Regions from separate parts of the Gossypium arboreum genome. Here regions 2 and 3 are each linked to region 1. A link is a contact called in public Hi-C data. All regions are on one chromosome and are shown on one strand. The core of a region is the stretch at or near the end of the contact, and the rest is flanking DNA. Distances in the headings are between cores, read along the strand shown.

Region 1 (3,907 bases), core at 908-3,407:
TGATAGGGGGGAGGTTTTGGTCTCCAAGTCAGTGGTGGAGAATCGGATTGCCTCCTCTTTTGTCGCGGAAGCTTGTACATGCGCTCATGCAGTTAGGTTGGGGATAACCATGTGTTTGGACGCAGTAGAAATCGACGGAGATGCGTTAACAATTATAAAAAAATGTCAGGCTGATGTTGAAGACAAGCCAGAAATAGGAGCTTATATTAGAGAAAATACACCAGAATAAGGGTCGATTTAACAAGATATGGTTTAAGTATATTCTTAGACGGGTAAATCAGACAACTCGTATTATTGCCACAGAGAGTTTAAAGAGAGAAGAGGAGTTTTACCTGGAACGGAGTGTGCCTTCTTACACCGTCGCTTCGCTGGGGCTGGGAAGGCAGCTGGAACGTGAACCTGACTGAGAATCTCAAAGGTCTTTCGTACTATCGGAGAAGAAGATAAAGGATTTTGATGAAAAGCAGCTTCCTTTTTCTGATTTTGACGAAAAGTAGATTTGGGGAGTGGTGGGTGGCAGTTTCATTAAATTCGACTTGACAGGGGACTTTTAGTTTCCTTCTTCCGATTTCTTTTGTGTTTTCTTTTTGCCCGGTGGGTCTCGCTGCTGGGCTTCTGTTATCTGTTGAACTTTATTGCTGGGTCCAGTTCATTTTCAATAAAGTCCAGTCCTATTATTTAAAAAAAAATGGTCTCTCCGAACCAAATATAGTTTTGTCCTGACTGATTCAATTGCAACTGTACAGTGATGATATGGAGACGGTCATGAAGACGAAGAGAATAACCTCAACGATTTCTGGTTTTATTCTTCCTAATTCTCTTCTTTTTCCTTTTTCTAAACTGCCCGTTACGTGTTTTCTTTCCAGTTGTTCTACTGCTTCTGATGAAAATGTCAAGATGGGTATGTCCAAACCCACCTATCTCGAGAATTTGGTCATACATAAGTGTAAATCAAGATCCCTTGAGCTTGATGAAGCTCTGGGTTTTTTCAATTCCATGATTTCAATGAGACCCTTGCCCTCAGTTTCGGCTTTCAATTATCTGCTTGGAGCAGTCTCCAAGATGGAACAATGTGCATTTGTTGTTTCCATGTGTAAACAGATTATGGGTTGTAGTGACTTCCAACCTAATATCTTTACAATGAACATTTGGATCCTTTGTTTGTGCAATTTGAAGAAGGTGGACTTAGGTTTCTCTGTGTTGGCTATGATTGCAAAACTTGGTCTTCAACCTGACGATTATACCATGAATACTCTGCTTATTGGACTGAGCGACGAGGGTAAGATTAACAAGGCAATGGGAGTGTTTAGGAAAATATTGGAGACTGGATATCCGCATAATCAATACACTTTCAGTATTATTATGAGGGAACTTTGCAGATCAGGGAATTCTCGTTTTGCTGTTCTTCTTCTGTTAAAGATGAATGGAAATGGAAGCTTTCAACCTGATGCGCTGTGCTTAGTACAATTATTGATGGATTCTGTAAAGAGAATTGCATGGACAAGGCTTTGATTATCTTTCGAGATATGTTAGATAGGAGAATTAAGCCTAATGTTGTTACATTCAATTCGTTGATTAATGGATTTTGCAGCGTTGGCCAGTGGGATGAAGCAAAAGAATTATTAGTTGACATGGGTAACAAGGGGATTTCCCCTAATGTCTATACCTTAAATACTCTGATTTCTGCTCTTTGCAAGGATGGGAAGATCCAAGAAGCAATATTTGTATTTGATTTAATGACCCAAAGAGGCACAAGGCCTGATGTTATCACTTATACTATGCTAATTCATGCCTTATGCAAGTTTGGCGAATGGAGATTGGTCAGGAATTTCTTTGCAAACATGATTGCATCTGAAATTTTACCTTCCGTTTTAACTTTCAATTCCATGATATATATTTTATGCAAGGAGGGGCAGTCATCAGAGGCAATTGAAATTCTGGAACTAATGACTCGTAAAGGCGTGAAACCGGATGTTGTTACCTATAATCCTCTTATTCAAGGACTTTGTCATTCTGGGCAATGGAAAGAAGCAACAAGCTTGCTCAATAGAATGATGAATGAAGGAGTCCATCCTGATGTTGTGACTTTCAATTCTTTAATCAATGCTTTATGCAAGTAAAAGAGGACTTCAGAAGCCTTTACTGTGTTGGAATTAATGATACAGAGAAATGTAAAACCTAACGTTGTCACATACAATTGTTTAATATATGAGTTTTGCAGTTCGGGCAAATGGACGGAAGCAACAACCGTGCTCAATAGAATGATGAATGAAGGAGTACATCTTGATGTAGTAACTTTCAATTCTTTAATCAATGCCTTATGCAAGGAAAAGAGGACTGAAGAAGCCATTACCATGTTGGAACTAATGAGTCAGAGAGGTGTAAAACCTGACATTGTGACCTACAATTGTTTAATACGTGGATTGTGCAATTCAGATAAACGTGCAGAAGCCACAAGCTTGTTTAGTAGGATGTTGAATGGAGGAGTCCAGCCTGATATGGAAACTTTAAGATCTTTAATCAATGCTTTGTACAAGGAAAACAAGTATGAAGAAGCCATTAGCATGTTGGAACTAATGAGTCAGAGAAATGTAATACCTGACATTGTCACCTACTGCTTTTTAATACTTGGATTGTGGAGTTTAGGTAATTGTGCAGAAGTGACTAGCTTGTATAGTAGGATGTTGAATGGAGTCCAGCCTGATGTGGAAACCTTAAGCTCTTTAATCAATGCTTTGTGCAAAGAAAAAAAGATTGAAGAAGCCATTACCTTGTACAAATTAATGATTCAGAGAGATCTGAAACCAGACATCGTCACCTACAGTTGTTTAATACATGGATTATGCAAATCAGGACAATGTGGAGAAGCAACAAGCTTGCTTAGTAAGATGGTTGCTGAAGATATTGTACCTGATGTTGAAACTTTTAACATTTTGTTGGATGCTATCAGCAAACAAGGAACAAAAGAAAAAACTCATGAAGTACTGAAGGTGATGGATCAAAAAGGCGTGAAGCCGAATGAATTTACTTACAGGATAATGATTGAAGAAGTGTAAATGAATTTACTTACAGGGTAATGATCGAAGAGGTGTAAAGCCATTACCTTGTTTTGTGCCATAGTAAAGCTTTCCTTCACTCGGGTTGATTTTTGTTTTCTTGTGCTTGGTTTGTAGACAGCCTTTTTTTTCCCTCCTCCATAACACACTTTTCATCTGGCTTTGCTTGCTTTTAGTTGTCTGGTTTACTGCCATGATAATGCTTTTCTTCTGGTTTTGGTTTAACATAGGTAGGAAACCAAAATATTGTTTTTCTTCTGGTTTTGGTTTAACAATATAAGGCTTTTCTTTTTCCTCACGGTTTTCTTCTTGTTTAGGCTTGTAAATGTCATAGTTGGGAATATCTTCTTCATCGTCTGGCTTTGCTTGAGGGCTGTCTGCTGTTATTCCATCTAAACCATGCTTAGATGAATCATCACCATAACCAGGCTTCACTTTTCATACTGGTTTCTCTTTTTATGCCATAATCAGGCTTTTGCTTGAGGGCTGTCACCCCGAATGCCATCAATGTTAGAAGGAGAATGCCAAGGAGAGGTGAGAGAGCCTTGGCAGTGGCACTATTAATTCTATCGCTCTGGAATGTTATGTAATAATTATTATTAGAAGGAAATATAAGTGGATGAAGAATACAGGATGACACCGTTGCGTTTTATATGGGATTGGTCAAACTTAATCTTAGTTTACTAATGGCTAAGACTGTAGTTCTGAAACAAAATAAACAATGATTCTGGGTTTAAAATTATATGAGGAGAGGCCGACTTGAAAATTTGTGGACAGACCTTAAGCATTGGTTATACTTCATTTGTGTTTTCCTCGTTGGTGAAAGGTACATGACTCGTACACTAGTTTTG
Region 2 (3,907 bases), core at 883-3,382, 510 kb before region 1:
GGAAAGTTGTGAGTAGTTACAGGGCCAGTCAGATCGTGGAGCAGATGAAGGCCTCCATCCACTAGACTTGGCACTTTCCCAAAGTTCTTCTGCATTGATCTGAATAAATATTTCAGAAAAAAGACAAAAGAATGATCAAAGGTTAGAGTGATTGACAATGGTGACCAGCCATTAAAAGTGGGAAAGGGCGAGAATAAATCCTATTCACTGGTTTAGCTCCCACAGGTATATAGTATGAAATAATACAACAACCAGTCTCAAGCATCTGACTACAGAGGAACTGTTTTATTATGATTATCTCAAACCATTTCCTATAAAGATAACAAAAACCTATCAACAAATATTGTTAAAGGAAGCGGAATCATGCATAAAAACACCTAAAGTCTCTGAAAACTAGCTAATGATCCTCTTGGACTTAATCCGCATGATCCTAGCAAATTAGCATAAAACCAAACCAATGCAATAAATAAAACATTTCCACTTTGATGAATTTTCATGCAAGTAAATAGGTCAATTTATGAGGTACATTACAAACGCCAAATAAAGTACCGACCAAATGAGATGGTTTGCAGACGCATCAAACAAGAGATTCCCCCAAGGCTTCTATAGAGCGTGAGCATTACTATAGACTAACTCAGACAACAAACTTAGCTACCCATTATAACAAACTAACAACATTTACGCCTTATTAAGTTTCAACAATCTGATAATAGAAGCAATCCGCAAATTCGCTTAATACTGAAAATTTAATCACAAAGCCAGGGATCAAATTCAAGACGATCAGATCCTAACTCTTTACAAGAACCACTAACCTCGGAAGGCTCTAGAGATCCGCGATTTCCGCCAATTGTAGCCGAAAACAAAAGCGAGAGCGTGCAGATCAAAAGCACCACAACGGCAATCGTTAGTTTGGCGTAAATTCCCTTTGCTCCTACTCCTCCTCCTCCAGCTCCTTGTTTCCCATGCTGCCTATGCAGCCCCGACCTAAGCAACAAAATAGAAAGAAGAAGTTAAAAAATGGCAGTCTGGTTCAACGGAAAACCGAAATTTTTAACGGAAAAACGAATCAACTAGTTAGTTTGTAAACCTCCGCATAATTACGAAAGACAAAAAAAGCAATGTATTATTCCCAGATCTGATGTTTTTACAAATTTCCTTCTTTCTGGCTGTCGGTTTTACTTGCCGCGCTGTAAAACCTTGAAATTAGTCAAAGTAATGGTTAAAATATGCTATAGCTCCCTGCCCTCTTTGTACATTTGTAATTTAGTCTTACTACTTTTATTTTAACTAATTTTATCCTTCTACTTTTTGGATCTAAAATTATTAAAATTATTCTATTAAATTCAAACTTATTACAACTGTCTTTTTTTTTGTTATATGACTATCAAGTGAGTATTTTTTATTTTAAAATATCAAATCAATGAATTTAATAGAAAAATTTTAACATACTAACAATTAAACCTATAAAAAAGTAAAGAACTAAATTCCTATAAATAAAAGTAAAAGAACTATATGTTGAATATACAAAAGTACAAAAACTTAATACATATTTTAACTCAAAATAGATAAATAAATGAGAAATAAAGCATACTTTAGTTCGTGTTGTCAACTTAGTTCCTTAATTTTATTTTTTCACATTAATCTTTAAACTTGACAAAATTAAGAAAAATTTTCAAATTCAAAGAGTAAACAGGTGCCTTTCTCCCAGAAAAATTAAAAAAAAAGATTTAATTCTAAATTTCATCTCTCTATGTTAAGAAAGTTGAGAAATTCATCCTTATCATTTAATTTGTCAAAATTTAATCTGTACTTTATGAAAAATGAGAAATTAATCCAATTATTAGTTAAATACATAAATTTGAAGAGTTTATTTTTGCTATACAAATTACAAAACTATTACTAACTCTTTACATATAAAATTAATGAACGGTTAATTTTCAAGTCATCGATCTATCATGATATTATCTAATTTGATCAACTTCTTAATTTTTGTAAAAACAAATTCCGACAAATTAAAACAGAGGAATAAAAGTACGAAATTAGAATTAAACCTTAAAAAATTTAGAAAATAATAATAATGATTAATGAGTGAAAACTGGGGTGTAGTTTGGAGAAGGGAAATGAACGATGGGATTAGGCGGTTGTGTTGAGTAATTGGAACTGTTTCTTGGATTGGGCCTCCATTAATGGCAGAGTAGCCCATGCCCAACACAAACAAAACCCTCCTCTTTCTCCACCAGCAGCAGAGTAGCTTCGAAGAACACAGTAATGCCGAACTCTTTCAGGACCCTCTCCAAAACCCTCACCCGCTCATTCTCCACCAAATCATCCCACCAGAACCACCACCAGAAAACCCACAAATATTTAGATCCCAACTCCTTGTTGGGCAGCTGGAAGACCCCCAACAACCCCAAAGAGGCCGAGAAGAAACTCGCCCTGTTGCGACGAGACTACGCCAAGCAAGTAAAAAATGTACGCAAGGAGTACATCCACGAGATGGAGTTGTTGCGTCTTGAGAAGCTCAGAAAAGAAGAGGCTAGGAAAGAGGCTATACGAGTTGCTAATGAGGAGCGTAAAAGGCTTAAGGCTGAGGCTGCTAAGGTTAGAGCTCAAGAGCGTATGGTTGCTGAAGAAGAGTTTCGACAAACCCTGGTAATCTTCTACCACTCATACTTTGTTTCTTGAATTTTATGATGAATTTCAGTTATAAAATTAAAAAAATTGGAAATTGGGATTGGTAGGTTTGTTTAAGTGAAACACCAGATTCAAAACCCTAATTTCCTTTGCCTATCTTTCGATTATGTTAGTTTATATATAAAATAAAGTTAATGTTCAGTTAAGAAATTAAATTTTATTGTTACCTTTATTCGTTAGTTTAAGTTGAGTAGGAGAATCTCCCAAGCCTATCCATTTGTTCCATTGAATCGACGAACTAAATTTATACTGGCATTTACACTTTGACTGTATGGATATCCTATATCATAATAGTTGTTATCCCTTGATGCCTTGGTGGATATGGTTGATTCTCATTCTACCATGGCTAGGTGATATGGTAATTACGGTTGATCTCGGTCAACATGATGATATACTTCTGCTTACTACTAACATTATTGAGTTTGAAGTTGAGCATGGGAATTGAGCCGATCTCAAGCAGCTGGATTTTTTTTAATCTTATTGATTTTGTATCAAGCTCAAGTTTCTTTCAGGCTTGAGCTCAACTCGGCCTGGTTAAGCCCCTAGCCTTACCTTATATCTACGGCCCTATTTCTACTTCTCAATTTGAATATGAAGTTACTTGATCCTTCAAATCTTGGTCTTTATCAAATGGTCAAGGTTCTATTTCCATGAATGCAGTTGAAAGAAAGAGCAGAAAAGCTTGAAAATTGGAGAATGAAGCTGGATTTTTTTTAATCTTATTGATTTTGTATCAAGCTCAAGTTTCTTTCAGGCTTGAGCTCAACTCGGCCTGGTTAAGCCCCTAGCCTTACCTTATATCTATGGCCCTATTTCTACTTCTCAATTTGAATATGAAGTTACTTGATCCTTCAAATCTTGGTCTTTATCAAATGGTCAAGGTTCTATTTCCATGAATGCAGTTGAAAGAAAGAGCAGAAAAGCTTGAAAATTGGAGAATGAAACAAACGCTACATGAGAATAAGAAGAAAGAGGCGAAAGATCTAGTGCGTAGAAGAAGTTCCATGTGGATTGAAGAACAGGAATTGGAGAGTAAGATCTTTAGTGCCATTGTTTTTTAACTGATTTTTCCTTTAAATTCGAAGAACATAAAATAAGGATTTTACGTGAATCTAGTGACTAATGGAAATGTTTGTGTACTGTTTGTTTATCTCTGTTAAAACCCTGCATCAATGTGGTTTGTTGGTAACAGCTTCATTGAAGATTTATAGTA
Region 3 (3,907 bases), core at 771-3,270, 390 kb before region 1:
AAATCTAAGATGAACTCAAGATTGATGTATACTAGGAGGGAAAATGATACCTGATAAGGATAATGTAAAGTTTTTTTTCCTTCTTGTCATCTGACCACAGTTCCAAGCTGGAAGCGTTAATATGGAAAGATACCCTTGGGGTCTCAGCATGTATCAACTCGCTCACAGTGTCTCCCTTCTCTCCTTCTGACAGGTCTTCGGCCAAGTCCTCAGTGGCATCCTTGCGCACTAGTTCACGTTCCCACCTCCGCTTTGCCAATCTTTGCAGTTCTTCCCATTCCAACTATTTACATAACAAGATTGAGATTTGAGTCCTCTACATTGTTTCATTTTCAGTAAGTAAAAGCTTATTTCAGGTTTCTTGGCTCTCAAAATATATTATTTTACTTAAAAGGGGAAATGTCAGACCTTAGAACTATTCTAGCAAAACTCTCATTTAGTCGAATTAAACAGGAAGAAGCACTTACAGAATTGTCCATTTTACAGAGTTAACTACCTTCAACAAGGAATTTCTTCAAACACAAGGTACCATTTAGTAAAATGAGCAGATATAAATATTCAAGCTGTTAACCGGACTGGATAATCGAGAAAGACAACCTAACTAGTCCTCACATACGTACATGGACATCCAAAGACACATGCCTATACAATTATACACGTATTCATTACTAATATTTTTCATGGTTTCTTGCTAACTTCAGTCAGGCTTATCATACATACTTGTAGATTTAAGCTGCATTAAAAGGAATCAAGGGCTATTCAGCCTGATCAACAAAGTACCGAATCTAGATTAATCATAAACGCATAAGGAAAAAAGTAAAAATAAAAGAAGAGCCAATACAATTTAAGAATGCCAATTGCTCAAAATGATTCATAATTTTCCTCTCTTTACCAAAGGGTGTAATTGCAGTCACCTACTTCTTGTGGAAAAGGCCTAAAAGAGCCTACTAACTTTTAACATCCATCCACATAAGGTCAAATAAGTATGCTTATTATACATGTACTTTTTCCTTCACATGAATCACTAAGGTCAGGTACTTTTTACTACAAACAGAATACATGTAACATGTCCTTGGAAATTTGCATTTTAAAACTAAGAAATGGAAGCCATAATTTCAACAGCTTTTCATGGTGATGTGTGTATACACACACACACATACATATACATATATGTGTGTACATGTAAATGAAAAAGAATAGAAAGGTAACAATGATAGAAGGATAGAGGAGGGACCTGCTTCTTTTTACGGGTAAGGTGCCAAATGCGCCAGCACATGTTCTCGAGCCTGGAACTACGTTCTCTGGCATTCCGGGTGGCGACAACCTTGATCCATGTCCTATGTAGATCGGTTTCATCAACACCTGTCACCACCTCTTCAACAAAGTACTTTGTGGGATTAAAATGACCTCTTTCTCTCAAATCCACCGTTGGCTTTTGTTCCTCGATAGCTGCTGCTCCACTATCCAGTATTGCCTCCAAGTACCCATTTATCCACTCGTTCCCTGCCATTCTTTTTCCTTCACTTTCTCCCAGAAAACAAAGCCAGTTCTACAGCTTTCTTGGCCTAAGAAAGCATCCTGATTTTTCAATATCAAAGCAATTCTGTGAAAAAAACTTATCAACAGAACATAAGGCTGCCTTGTGTTTCGGGCTTCAGGTACAAGGGAAGTGTTTTTATGTTTTTTCACTTAGAACTCAAAAACAAAGTATGAATACAAAATTGTTGAATTTGAAAATAGAAACAAAACAATAATGATAGGAAAAGAAAAAGAAATATACAGGGGAGTGTCTTGGTGTCTACATTGAATTAATAATAAAAACGTTAAAAGAACTCGGGAAGAAAGTTTTGAAAAAAAAAAAAAGGTTTGAAAAAGGTAGAATTCGTTTAGGGTGGAAAGAGTCCTGGGAGAGAAGGAAAGGCATTAATAAACAAAGAGAAAGTGAAGGGAGAACAACTTAATAAGAGAAGCGAAGAGAAAGGGAGAGAGGTCCATGCAAAAAGGAACACATGGCTACAGAATGGTGGGTTAACCAGATGACGACACGTTTACATAAAATAAAAAAATTGCATGTAAAGCTTTAGTTTCACACAGTTCGGATATGGAATGCAAGGTGTGGGTGTGGATTTGGGTGTATTTGTTTTCCTTTCTTCACCTTTCCATGGATTGTCCGCTTCTCGTTCCTGTTTTTCCTTTTAAACTCCACAGATTTGGGTGTTTGTGTTTTTATTAAATAACTGATTAGTAGATAAATTTATATTTTGATCATTTAATTTTAAAAAATTATAAATTAATCATTAAATGTTGTGAAATAATAAAGAAAGAATAAATTATAATGTGATAGAAGAAAGAGTGTAGAGAGAATATAGAAGAGAGAGTGTATCTTCTTTTTATATATATAGTTTTCATGAGTACATGAGCCCCATATATATATAGGGGTTAAAAGTAACTCTCTAATTATTATAGGGTATGTAAAATGTTATGACCTTTTATCTCTCATATTAATGGGATATAGAAAAAGTTTTATAACTTATGGGGTTGATAATGACATCCACATAAATATTTCATAACACTCCCCCTTAGATGTTCATTATCTAATTAAACCTCGTTAAAACCTTACTAAGAAAAACTCAGTAGGACAAAAACTTAGTGAAGGAAAAAGAGTACATAATTATACGCTTGATATGCTGCCTCATTAAGAAAACCTTACCTGGAAAACCTAGTGGGATAAAACCAAGGTTAAGGGAAAAAGAGTACAGTGCGTATTAACTCGCCCTAATGGCTACATCACTTGAGATCTCGAAGGTGACGCATTCCAATGTAGTAAACAAGCTTCTGAAACACTAATGTAGGAAGCGCCTTAGTGAATAAATCTGCTAAATTCTCACTTGAACTGATCTGCTTAACTTTTATCTCCTTAATCTTCTGGAGGTCATAAGTGAAGAAGAATTTTGGTGCAATGTGTTTTGTTCTGTCACCTTTGATGTATCCACTATCGAGCTGATCAATGCATGTTGTGTTGTCTTCAAACAAGACAGTTGTAGCTTCCTTTCCAGATGATAAACCACAATTATTCCTTATATGTTGGATCATAGATCTTAACCATACACATTCACGACTTGCTTCATGGATTGCTAAGATTTCTGCATGATTAGACGAGGTTGCTGCAATTGTTTGCTTCATTGTGCGCCAAGAGATTGCAGTACCTCCATATGTAAAAACATATCCAGTTTGTGATTTTCCATTATGAGGGTCTGACATAAATCTTGCATCTGCAAAACCAATCAACTCTGTCTTAGATTTATTAGGGAAAAATAGACCCATATTCTTTGTGCCTTGGAGATAACGAAATATCTGTTTTATTCCAGTCCAATGTCTCTGAGTTGGGCATGAGCTAAATCTTGCTAGCAAATTTACAGAAAAAGATATATCAGGTCGGGTATGGCTAGCAAGATACATTAATACCCCAATTGCACTTAGGTATGACACTTCAGGACCAAGAAAATCTTCACTATCTTCCCGAGGACGGAAAGTGATCTTACAACCATCGGGGTAGTTATTGGATGTGCCTTATCCATATAAAATCTCTTTAGCACCTTTTCAATATACGTTGATTGATGCATAAGGATTCCTTCTTTTAGGTGCTCAATTTGTAACCCCAAACAAAATTTCGTTCTTCCAAGGTCTTTCATTTCAAATTCTTTCTTCAAGCACTAACAGTCTTTTGGATCTCTTCAGGAGTTCCAATGATATTCAAATCATCAACATATACTGCAATAATTACATATCCAGATCCAAACTTGTGACAGCCCAAAATTGACCCTAGTCGGGAAGTGGTTTCGGGACCGCTAAACCGAGTCACCGAAATGTTTGAACGTAATATTTATTGTCTAGAATATGTAATTAT

The links. Hi-C and Micro-C count contacts between places; a contact is called where the count stands out from the background.
Region 2: a contact with region 1 is called in a Hi-C map of leaf, with 4 times the contacts expected there. The contact joins the promoter of LOC108453638 here to the promoter of LOC128281864 in region 1. A contact is called at or near these places in 2 of 5 Hi-C or Micro-C datasets (both in leaf).
Region 3: a Hi-C map of leaf shows a contact between it and region 1, with 5 times the contacts expected there. The contact joins the promoter of LOC108465223 here to the promoter of LOC128281864 in region 1. A contact is called at or near these places in 2 of 5 Hi-C or Micro-C datasets (both in leaf).

What each region holds. Positions count from the first base shown.
Region 1 is chr10:46,459,396-46,463,302 of ASM2569848v2, reverse strand. LOC128281864 (pentatricopeptide repeat-containing protein At1g63400-like) reads left to right here and starts at 2,157. Exons shown (of 2, transcript XM_053020007.1): 1 at 2,157-3,286; 2 at 3,374-3,822. The coding sequence starts at 2,157. The coding sequence ends at 3,056. LOC128282052 (pentatricopeptide repeat-containing protein At1g12775, mitochondrial-like) reads left to right here. Exons shown (of 5, transcript XM_053020266.1): 3 at 304-393; 4 at 867-1,454; 5 at 1,592-2,120. The coding sequence ends at 2,120.
Region 2 is chr10:46,966,906-46,970,812 of ASM2569848v2, reverse strand. It overlaps LOC108453638, which reads left to right and starts at 2,132. Exons shown (of 2, transcript XM_053019894.1): 1 at 2,132-2,652; 2 at 3,355-3,907. The coding sequence starts at 2,269. The coding sequence ends at 3,411. LOC108456664 (O-fucosyltransferase 1-like) reads right to left here and starts at 1,219. Exons shown (of 10, transcript XR_008272273.1): 1 at 1,088-1,219; 2 at 813-984; 3 at 21-99. LOC108453619 (alkaline ceramidase-like) reads right to left here. Exons shown (of 4, transcript XM_053019893.1): 4 at 3,626-3,907.
Region 3 is chr10:46,852,737-46,856,643 of ASM2569848v2, reverse strand. It overlaps LOC108465223 (probable sucrose-phosphate synthase 3), which reads right to left and starts at 2,020. Exons shown (of 12, transcript XM_017765545.2): 1 at 1,235-2,020; 2 at 51-283. The coding sequence starts at 1,510.